Regions from separate parts of the Anser cygnoides genome. Here region 1 is linked to region 2. Evidence: chromatin contacts called from public Hi-C data. All regions are on one chromosome and are shown on one strand. Each heading gives the region's core, a stretch centred on a gene start, on an enhancer-like site or on the middle of the called end of the contact. The rest is flanking DNA. Distances are from core to core; before and after follow the strand shown. Region 1 overlaps LOC106031147 (P2X purinoceptor 4). Region 2 holds the start of ANAPC5 (anaphase promoting complex subunit 5).

The links. A called contact is a pair of places that touch in the nucleus more often than the background predicts.
Region 1: a Hi-C map of liver shows a contact between it and region 2, with 1.5 times the contacts expected there. The contact joins the enhancer-like site here to the promoter of ANAPC5 in region 2. A contact is called at or near these places in 2 of 7 Hi-C or Micro-C datasets (both in liver).

The regions. Positions count from the first base shown.
Region 1 is chr17:3,161,667-3,167,193 of Taihu_goose_T2T_genome, reverse strand. LOC106031147 (P2X purinoceptor 4) reads left to right here. Exons shown (of 16, transcript XR_010825536.1): 16 at 2,320-2,449. Among named protein-coding and RNA genes, the nearest start is that of RNF34, 13 kb to the right of the region's middle. Within about 2 kb of position 3,198, at least 1 of the 3 cell types and tissues checked has open chromatin away from gene starts, as enhancers often do. A contact at or near this core is called in liver, where this site is marked.
Region 2 is chr17:3,125,564-3,130,841 of Taihu_goose_T2T_genome, reverse strand. It overlaps ANAPC5 (anaphase promoting complex subunit 5), which reads right to left and starts at 3,148. Exons shown (of 17, transcript XM_048073818.2): 1 at 2,874-3,148; 2 at 2,155-2,234; 3 at 1,447-1,556; 4 at 918-1,113. The coding sequence starts at 3,077. All of the region lies in intron 1 of RNF34 (ring finger protein 34), which reads left to right.

The DNA of each region.
Region 1 (5,527 bases), core at 1,949-4,448, 36 kb before region 2:
TCTTTAACACTCACCCCCCCCCCTTTTTTTTCTCCTGTCACTTTTGACTGGTTTTGTAATAAACAGAGCATTTTTACTAATTGACTCAGGATCTCTTCACTGATTTTTGCAATGTCTGAAAACCCCACCGCCGCTTCGTGAGCTCTCTTCATCTCTAATTCTTTGCCTGCTACTTTTTCCCCATAACCTTGCTAACAACGAGGAGTGTGGAAAAAAAACAAACCAACCAAAAAAAAAAAAAAAAAAAAAAACAGCAGGTCCCACCAGTGGTGACCAGAAGGGCCCGGTTCCTTCTTTTAAGGCGGATTTTTAGGCCCCAGGCCATCCCACCGCCCTGCTGGGGTAGCTGAGGGAAGGCTGGGGGCTGAGCCTTGCCCCGGCTCATCCCGGGGCGCCCCACAGGGCTCAGGGCCGCGGGGAACCCCCTTTGCCCTGCCGAAAACAGCCCGGGGAGAGGCCGCAGGGGCGGCTGGCAGGCAGCCCCAGGCAGGCGGCCGGGCAACGAGCTGGGGAAGCTCCGGGAGCCGCTCCGAGCCCCGGGGGCTGCGGCGGCGCTCTCCGGGCTGCTCGGGGCGCTGTGGCTCCGCGGTGCCTCGGCGGCGGCCGCTGCCCGGCGTGTGGGGCCGGAGGGCGGCGGGCAGCCCAGCCCGCCCGTCCCTCCCTGCCGCCGCCATGGTGTCGTGCGGGGCCGTGCAGAGTTTTCTTTTCGAGTACGACACCCCCCGCATCGTCCTGATCCGCAGCCGCAAAGTGGGGCTCATCAACCGCGGGGTGCAGCTCGCCATCCTCGCCTACGTGATCGGGTGAGCGGGGGGGGGCTCGGCGTTGGGGGCCGGCTGCTGTGAGGGAGGAGGGCGGGCGGCTCCTCGTGGGAGCCCCGAGGGGCTGAGGGGGCAGGACGGGCCGGCCTGGGGCTGCCCCAAAGGCGGAGGCTCCCCGGGGTTGAGGGGAAGGAGCCGGCGGCTGCCCGAGCCCCCGGTTCTGTCAGGGAGGCGCTGGGAGGGCGGGAAGCGACCCCCGGGGCGCTGAGGGGAGGCCGAAGCCCTGGGTGCTGGGGAGGGCTGGGGTCGTTCCTGAGGAGAGGGAGCCCGTGAGGCGTTTTGGGGGAAGAAATGTGGGATGAGCTCCAGGAATAGGTCAGACGTGTGCCTGTTGGTGACGGTAAGCGGGTCTTCGCTGCTTCGAATCATTTATCAGGAGGACGTAAATGGCGTAGAAAGTTTGGAGAAGGGTTGGTGGCTTTCCATCCCACCTGTCGCCAGGTCACAGCGTTTTATAACATATAAAAGCTCTTACGAGGCAAAGAGCGTTGTGTTGTGAGGAAAGACCTGACAACCAGGTGGCGGACAGCCTGCCATAAGAGAGACCGGGGAGGCAGCCGGTCGATGTTTTACTGACAGGAGTTACTCCCGCGGTGTGGCCCCATCCCTAGGAGCAGGGAAAAACCGGGGCAGCCCTTCCTGCTCACGGGAGCAAAGGTTGTGTTTTGTGTGCCTGCAACATCCCCTCTGTTTAATGGTTTCTCAGTTTGAATTGCTCCAGTCTGAGAATAGATGAAATATATGTGTAAGCTGTAAAAATTAACCTAATTTGCAGTTGTCCTGAAATGCTTTTTGAGAAGATGGCTCTTTCACTGGCAGCAAAGGGTGTGAGTGTGTAGCTTTTACAGTAAGTGCCAGTGGAAACCTGAAAACTGTAATCATTTAAGGCACGTAGTTGGGAAAAGTCACTAACTGGTCATCCTGAGAGTTGCTTCCTTGCATCCTTGCTCCTCTCCTCTCACTAGCAGGGGGTTTCTGCAGCGCACTCTCTGGCTCTTTCTCATTCCTTCACACAGCTGGTGAAAGGAAATTTCAGCCTGTTCTCATTTAATACCTAAATAAAAAGCCAAAAATAGATGGTGTGGACCAGAACCGAAGGGCCTGACCCACCGCCTCCTAGACAGCAGTAAGGACCATCCTGACTGCACCGACTTGAAGTGAAATTTGCGTGGCGATTGTAGTGGAGGTCATGCCAGAGCCCTGTGATGTTTCCCCTCTTGTGAACTGATCTTCACCTGTGGGAGTGGGAGGACGTACATACAATTATGCAGTAATGAGACACTGCCAAACCACTTAAAAAAATCAGAAGGGAGATTGCTGATCCTGTGACTTTATAGCAAAACACTCTGAAACTATATGGACCTGCCTTTTCAGGTTACACATGAAAAAAGGTGAAATTCTCACTGCCTGTGCTAATTTCTGGTGTTTAGCTGTTTTTTTGTTGTGTGGTATGTGGTTTGATTTTTTTTATTTTTTTCTTGCAATCCCTATCTTGCAGCTGGGTCTTTGTGTGGGAGAAGGGCTACCAGGAAACAGACTCTGTGGTCAGTTCTGTAACCACAAAGGTGAAAGGAGTAACGCTGACAAACACGTCCTCCTTGGGAGCCAGGATCTGGGATGTAGCAGACTATGTCATCCCTCCTCAGGTATGAATCACTTTCACATGCAGAGGGTGGGTTTTCTAAGAAACAGCTGCTGCTCTGCCAAAAATCCACTGAGGTCTGGAGCAGCTTTTGCTTCAGCATGGCCTTTATACAAGAGAACATAGCAAATAAAGCAGATTAGGAATCTTGTTTCAAGAAAAGTGTGTATGTGTGTGTGTATATGCATACGAGGGAGAATTTTGCAGACTTCAGGAAAAAGTTGTGGCAATAACCACATCCTCCCTCTTAGTCTCAAAGGCAAACAATTCAAAGATAAGTTGTTGTCAGAAGCCCCAGGAATAGCCTGCCACTCATCTGATCCGGAACTGAACAGGAGGTATTGCTGTAGTTACTGATTGACGGTATGTCTGCAGGAATCTGCGCTGCGTGGGCAGTACGTGGCCTTCAGGGTTGGCAGGCATGGCCAAGCTGCTAGTTGTGGGTCACTCTGTCTGCGTCGGTTGTGGTGCAGAAAAAAAGTGAGAGTATTCAGCCAGTTTTTGGCTGAGTGATCATATTTGCATATTAATGGAGCAGGAGCAAACAACAGATCCCAACTCATATAGATCTGAAAGTAATGGAAGTGGTGTTCACTGCAGAAACAAACCAAGACTGGTAAAATATTTGGTAGTTATATTGAAAAAAAAAAGGAGAGCTGTGAACTAACTTGCAGCTGGATTTTTATTTCTGCTCATGCCTTATAACTCCCAGAATAGCTCTGTGATTTTTTTTCATATTGTAAAGGAGGGGCCAAGTGGGAGGACAGAAAGGGTTGCTAGTCCCACATTCCTTCCTCTGCCCAAAGGCAGTGGCATCAGGCGATACTCGTGGGATCCTGCTCCTTTATTGCTATACCTGCACTGTCCAAAGCAAGCCCCCTCTGCGGGACCATCTCAGCTCTGTCAGTAAAGACATTTTGACATTTGGGGCAGCGCCTTGGATATGCTTTGCATAGTATTGTCGCTCTTAAATTTCCTTCTTGCTTTGCATGCTCAGGAGGAGAACAGCGTGTTTGTCATGACCAATGTGATATTCACACTAAACCAGACCCAGGGCCAGTGTCCAGAGGTAGGTACAGGATCTGCTTTAATCCTACGTGGTGTGGTCAGGAGCGTGGGGAGGGAGGGTTTGTGGAGTTTTGTTTAATTGTTGTTCCTGTCCAGCTTCCAGATGATAAAACAGAGTGCGGCAAGAACAACAGCTGTGTTCCAGGATATGTCAGCACCCACAGCAATGGTAGGAAACTTGCTGCAAGGGCGCGTTCATTCTCTGTTGTAATATCGCTGCGCTGTGCCCACTCTCCTGTGAAGGAACCAGCATTCCACTTGAGTCTCCTTGTTCTCATTCTTTCCTGCCTAAGAGAACTGAAAAGGAAGCTCACATTTTTCTTCCAGGGAAGAGCAGATGGGCTTAACTGTGTTGGGTGGATGTTGGCTGGGTGTGTGCTTTGATGAGTGTGAAACAGTGTGAGGTCTTTTTCAAGACCTTGAGTCTGTGAAGCAGTTTCACATACATAGATGAGGATTTGACTCGGAAAATGCTTCTTTCTCTGAAATTGTGCTAGAAGTTGCAATGGAAGATAACGAGGGATTAGACAGTGGTACTTCCCTTCTGAGCAGACTGCTTTCACCTTACAGAGTGAGGAGACATCGCAGGGCAAATACTGCCCCTTTACTTTTCCTTGGGAGTGTCTCCATTCACATGTCTTTCCAGGCATCCAAACTGGGAAATGTGTAAATTACAACGACAGCATCAAGACCTGTGAAGTCTTTGCATGGTGCCCCGTGGAGGATGACTATCACATACCCAAGTGAGAGCTCTGTCTTCTTACTCTGCGTTGGCCCTCCTGAGAGGAGGCCAGCAGTACACAGCTGGTTTCTGCCACAACCAGTGGTTTTTCCTCATGTGTTACTGTTGGGAAAAGCTAAAGAGGTTATCACCAAAGTGACAAAGTGACTGCAGTGACAGAGACCTTGTTTGTGAAAATATAAATGAAACTTAATTTACTTTTTCTATTGTTTTGCAGGCCGGCGTTCCTGCAAGGAGCTGAGAACTTCACCATTCTGGTGAAGAACAATATTTGGTATCCCAAATTCAACTTCACCAAGTAAGTAGTGTGTGAGGCATTGCGCTGCCTGGCCTCCCGGACAGTAGAGGGGAGCTGGAGAAGCGGAAGATGCAACAGATCTTCTCTCTCTGTTCCCTTATAGACGAAATATCCTCCCCACTATCAACTCCACTTACCTCAAGAACTGCATCTATGACTCCCAGACAGATCCCTTCTGCCCTATCTTTCGTCTAGGGAAAATAGTTGAAGCTGCAGGGCAGAACTTCCAGGAGATGGCCGTGGAGGTATTTGGCAGACCTTTCTCTCGGGTGTGTAGGATAGGAGCAGTAAGTAATTGTCCCCCCGTGCCTGGTGGCATGAGCCATGGGACATGGATTAGCTGCAAAACGGAGAGCTGCCCTGGCCAGAGGGAGTGGAGTCAACTCTACTTAGCAATATTTGGCCTTGGCTGCCTTGGGTGGGAATATGTGCAAGGTTCTTCTGTAGCAGTGGGAAGGACTGACTGGGACTGCGACACGGGCCAGTAATCGGGGTCCTGGTCAGCCCAGAGCCCTGTGCAAGGCTGCCCGGGCTCTTGGACTGCTCACCAGCTCCTCTCCTCCGCTCTGCAGGGTGGAGTCATGGGGCTGCAGATCAAATGGGACTGCAACCTTGACAGAGCCGCTTCCCACTGCGTGCCGAAATATTCCTTCCGGCGCCTTGACAACAAGGACACTGCCCACACCGTCTCGCCCGGGTACAACTTCAGGTAATGTGGCAATGGAAGGGACCCCGCTGTCCCTGTGGCTCTGTCTGCCGTCGGCACAGTGTTGCAGGCTGCCTGTGCTCCCCTGGCAGTTGCAGGTAGTCCCTGGACTTTCTCTGATGCTGCAAAACTTATTTGGAGGTTTTCTCTGATGCTGTGAAATGTAGGGGGCAGGGAGCACGGGGGTGGGAGGCTGAAGGGCCTCCTTCACTGTACAAGGCGAGGGAAAAACTAACCTCTAGAAGGTGTC
Region 2 (5,278 bases), core at 1,899-4,398:
CCTTTAGGTTGCAATTCCCTGCGTGAGCGTGAGAATGGGGCACCGCCATCTTCTGAGACCGAGCACAACCGCTGCCATTTACAAATGATACCACAGGGTGGCACCACGGAAACGGGGAGGCCACCCAACTCGGCCAGAGTGCACCAGGCTCCAGGGGAAAAAAAAAAAAAAACAAACAAAAACACACAGCTAGATACAAACTCTTCACACGCCTTAAACGTCATCAGTAATATAAAGACAGAACTTTCTGAATCCAAAGGTGACAGAACTTCCCCTTTCTTCCCCTGCCCCACCAGCAAAACGGTGTTTTAACATTTCAGTGGTATCTGCGTAGAAAACACTAAGCAGCTGCTACAGGAAAGAAACCGAAATCGGTGCGTATTGCTGAACTACAAGAAGCGTTCGAAGCTGAGTAACTGCAAACCAGCAAGATCAGCGCAAGCTCTGCGATCTGTACACAGAGCTAAAACAAAAAATCAACAAGATCACATTACTGTGAAAGTCACTTCTTTGCAAAATACCGTTCATAAATTTTTAAGGCAGTATGCTTAAGTTTTGGCCTTGACCTAAAATTTCTGCTAACTATATGCATTAGACAACTCTGACATGAGGCAAATCGGTGACATCCTGCTCTAAGTTGGATGTGGGCTAACATAAATTTAGAGTATACATCTCAATACTCCAGCTGAAGTTCTGATAGCTTCTCTATTTGCATTGAAATTAAATTATCCCAGATTGTAACACGGCATTTGTGATAGGACAGGCACAGGTGAGCGTCCATGGACTTTGAGAAGTTTAACAGGAGTAGAAGCTTGAGCTGGACAAAGCCTCAGTTTACTTTGATGTGTACAGAAGCAATCTAAAATGCAACTAATTTGCTGACAGAAGTGGGAAAGACTTTAATATTAATGTATCACCTTAGAGGTACATCAAGTTCTTCTTTCTCCATTTTCCCCTCCAGTTCTTCTGTATTCGTCAGCTCCATATCATTCTCATCAGTTCCACTTTTTTTCTCATCATTTTGAAAATACTGCTGAAGCGCGGTGTAAAGTTTATAGACCTGACTAAAAGAAAGCTTATTGTATGCCAAGATCATATGGCGCAGAAACAGACCTGCAAAGGAAAACATCTGTGTTATGACACCTTTATGTAAGGTTCCCGATTCAGAGGAGACTACAAATCATTATAATAACCAGAAGCTTAAATTGCACTATTTAATTTAGCGTGTCTCATCTCAGCCTACCAATTGATAAAATTCAGGTCTGCTCAGTATAAATCTCTAATTAATTCAGTGGCAAAACTCACAGATTATCTGATCACAGAACAATTAGCAGCAGCAGGAACTGCACACTGGGGAAAATTATTGGTTACAAAGTTGTATCTTGACTGAATTCCGTCAATAACAGGTGTCAGATCAACTACAGCTTACAGACAATAGCTAGTTACCTACTACACTTGTTTTATGAACTTCTGGCTCTGTCCCAGAAAATGAATCTGAAAGGTCATCAAAAAATTGTTCCATATCTTTCAGTTCTCCTTCTGCCATAAGTTTCAACCTAATCAGGGAAAAAAAATAATACATTTTTAGGATTTAAATATGATACATCAAATAATATTCCTCCATTTCAGGGATAGATGAGTAAACGCTGACAGATCCAAGAGGCAGCTAGTTCATTATGTCCAGAAGGTTTTTACATAAATTAATAAAATCAAAACGTGAAATATTAATAAGAATCTAAATAATAATCAAGATATTTTCTTTTTAAGCTGCTATTGTATTAAAGAGAACAAACAGAAGGGATTGTTATTCTAACAAAATACTTAGGAATCAAAAAAATACTGATTTTAAAGCTGTCATTTTCTGAATTAGCTAATGTTGAAAAAAGTGTTCTGTTATCGCAGAGACTTTATTACACTAGATTTCTTCAATGTTTGATTTGTGTGCATTTCGGAACTTGTTTATGACAACTAGAAAAGCTGCGGAAGCACATCTTCACTCTGGACATACTGCCGTTTCAACTGGACGTATAAACACAGGCAGAGAGGTTATCACCAGATAGCGGGGCAGATGTGAGAGTTCAGGAATGGCTCGGCTGCGGCACCGCTTAGCACCCGCCCTGGACAGCTCCCCACCTGCCAGGGCCCAGTGCCCACCTGATGTGCACAGAGCTGGCCAGGTGCGGGCACGACTCCTCGATGGCCTTGCGCAGTCGCGACAGTGGCATGTCGGGACCCTGGGGAGGAGACCAACATTGAATCGTAGAATCATTAATGTTGGAAACAGCCTTCAGGATCATCTGGTCCAACCATCACCCTACCACCAATGTCACCCACTGAGCCATGTCCCTAAGCACCACGTCCAACCTTTCCTTGAACACCCCCAGGGACAGTGACACCGCCACCTCCCTGGGCAACCCATCCCAATGCCTGACTGCTCTTTCTGAGAAGAAATGTCTCCTCATTTCCAACCCGAACCTCCCCTGGAACAACTTGAGGCCATCCCCTCTAGTCCTATCACTAGTTACCTGCGACAAGTGACCAACCCCCAGCTCCCCATGCTTTCCTTTCAGGTAGTTCCAGAGAGCAATAAGGTCTCCCCTGCGCCTCCTCTCTCCAGACCAAACACCCCCAGTTCCCCCAGCCACTCCTCACAGGACTTGTGTCCCAGGCCCTTCACCAGCTTCGCAGCCCTTCTGTGGACACGCTCCAGGGCCTCGATGTCCTTCTGGTGGTGAGGGGCCCAAAACTGAACAGGCCACGATGCCAGGGGCCGCTGAGGGCCCCCTTTCCCTTCCCTTTCCCTTCCCTTTCCCTTCTTTTTCCCTTTCCTTTCCCTTCTTTCCCCTTCCCCTCCCGCCTGGCCCGGCCCCGACCTGCAGCAGGGGCAGCAGCAGCCGGTTGAGCCGCCGCCTCTCCAGCAGGCCGAGCTGCGAGCCGGCGCGGCCCAGCTCGCTGAGGAGCACGAGCAGCGCCATCTTGTAAGGGGTGACCCAGTCCTTGATGCCGAAGACGTTGGCGTGCACCACGCCGTTCGTCATCATCGGGTTGAAGTAGAGGCTCTCGTGCACGCTCGCCATGGCGGCTCCCGGCCGCCATCACCCGCAGCCCCGTCGCCGAGGCAACCGCCCGCGCCCGCCCAGCCAATCGCCGCCGCTGCCGCCGTCACGTGGGAGGGGCCGCGGCCAATCGGGAGCGGGAGCTGTGCACCGCTACCAAGGGGCCGGCCGGGGGATGGGGCCGCGGGGAGACGTTCCGGGGGGGGGGAGTCGCTTTTCGGTCCCTCACTATAGTGTCGTGCTTCCAATAAAACAGCCGGTTATTAAAACAGCTCCGTTTCTTGTGAGAGAACCCAAAACCGCTGTTATTATACATCTGCTTGTCCCTAGGGATCTCATTTGACTTGCTCCTGATTCACGCCTGCAGGTGGTGAGAGGAGGAGGAGGCAAATCAAGCCGGGAGTAATTTCCTAGGATTTATTTCCATGTAAAAAACTTGATGTGGTGGTTAGTTGCTGCTGGCATAATCCTAGATCTCAAGGAACTAATACTCATTAGTTATAATATCTGAATATAAAGAGCATCTGTTATAATATCTGAATATAAAGAGCAGGAAGTAGCGACAGCTGTTAGGTTATACAAGTTAATTTACTGGTATTTCCTGAAAACAAAGCATGACAGCTTGGGCGGAAACACTGAAATAGCAAAGTGGCCTGCCAGAGAGCGGTGGGAGAAGAGAGACCCAACACTGCGGTCAGCGTTTGCAGAAGTCGGTGTAAAAAGGAAGTGACATGCCTCTGGCCCAAATCCTGACGTTTCTGTGTGACTCTCCAAAGTCAACATGCAAATGACACTGATAATCCTTCAGCGTGTTGTACAGTATATTGTATAAAGTGTAGAATATGCTTTTAAAGTATATTTAAATGAACTCACAATACCCTATAACCAGCTCTCTAAATAGGCAGCAAGAGATTATTTTGGTCGTATTAAGTTAAAGATTAAGTTACACAATTGAAAAAGCCATCCTTTATCACACCAGAACAAGGCTCAAGCCCCTGCGTAATGTACCCGAGTTTATGAAGCATGAAATAGCTGGCACATGGATTTGGGAACTGTTGCATTTTAGTGCAGCACTAAATCTGCTGAACCAAGTCTCAGTAATCTGAAAACCTTCTCAAAAGGTAATCTTGAAGTATTGTGTCTCTGATATAAAAAGTGACTACTATAATGACTATTGCTACTATACATGGTAACCAGTCTGAAATTCCAATATAAACTCCAGAGATTAACTTTTATTTTAACTTTTATGTAAAATGTTGCAAATTGTTACATTAAAAACAAATGAAGATTTCTATTAAGAATCACTTCTCTACCTCACTCTCTTGTGATGTGTAAAACCTTGGGGGATTACAGAGCTGCAGCGAGTCATCATTACTTGTTCTTTCATGACAGAAGTAAATGGGACATCTAGCATTAATAGATTTAAATCTTTTAATGCTTCTTTGGCACAATCCAGAAGGCTCAGCGAGGGCAAGATTCTTATTAATAGAACCTCTACAAATGCCACTCGTCAGCCACACAGTAGCAGCTGGGGTTCTGTCCTTAAACTGTTTTTTAGCAGTCAAATTCCCTGCTTAAAAACAATTTATGTGGTTACAATTTAGACACAATAAACTGATCTCAAATAACATGTTACAAATATGATTCATCAAGATCTGCCCAAGTTAGGGCGGGAGTGGCAACTGCAGCTGTCAGCACAGTCACCATATCTCAGCCCAGTCAGGCCCACGTTGCTCCCTAAAACATCTGTGCTGGGGAGGATTTCTTGTCACAAGTCCTTACCAGAGCTAAAAGAGAAACTCTAGGTTTTGCTCAGTTTTTCTCATCTGTGGGACAGAGCTGTTATGCCGCTTACAGCAACTGCATGAGGAGCTCTCATGTATTAGTGTGAGATCATAAACAAAATATCTGGGTAAACTTTGGTACTGCAGGGATGACTCTCTGAATCAACCAAGTTTAAGTGACGTAAAAGTTTATAAAAAACAAACTGTAGTGACATGTCCTAAAGCAATCTTTTTCACAAGAAACGTGGGATATGTGCCACTGCTTGTTCTACCACTGTTTGACAGTAGAAAGGAGAGATTTTCTACTCTCTTCTGAAAAGCTTTGACTAAAATTGCAGGCTATTGTTGGGAAAAAAGATTAATACCATATTTTTTATTAAAACGTGTAAAGTTCATAGTTTATCAAAAGCTTCTTGAGGATCATGAACGTTTCTAAGA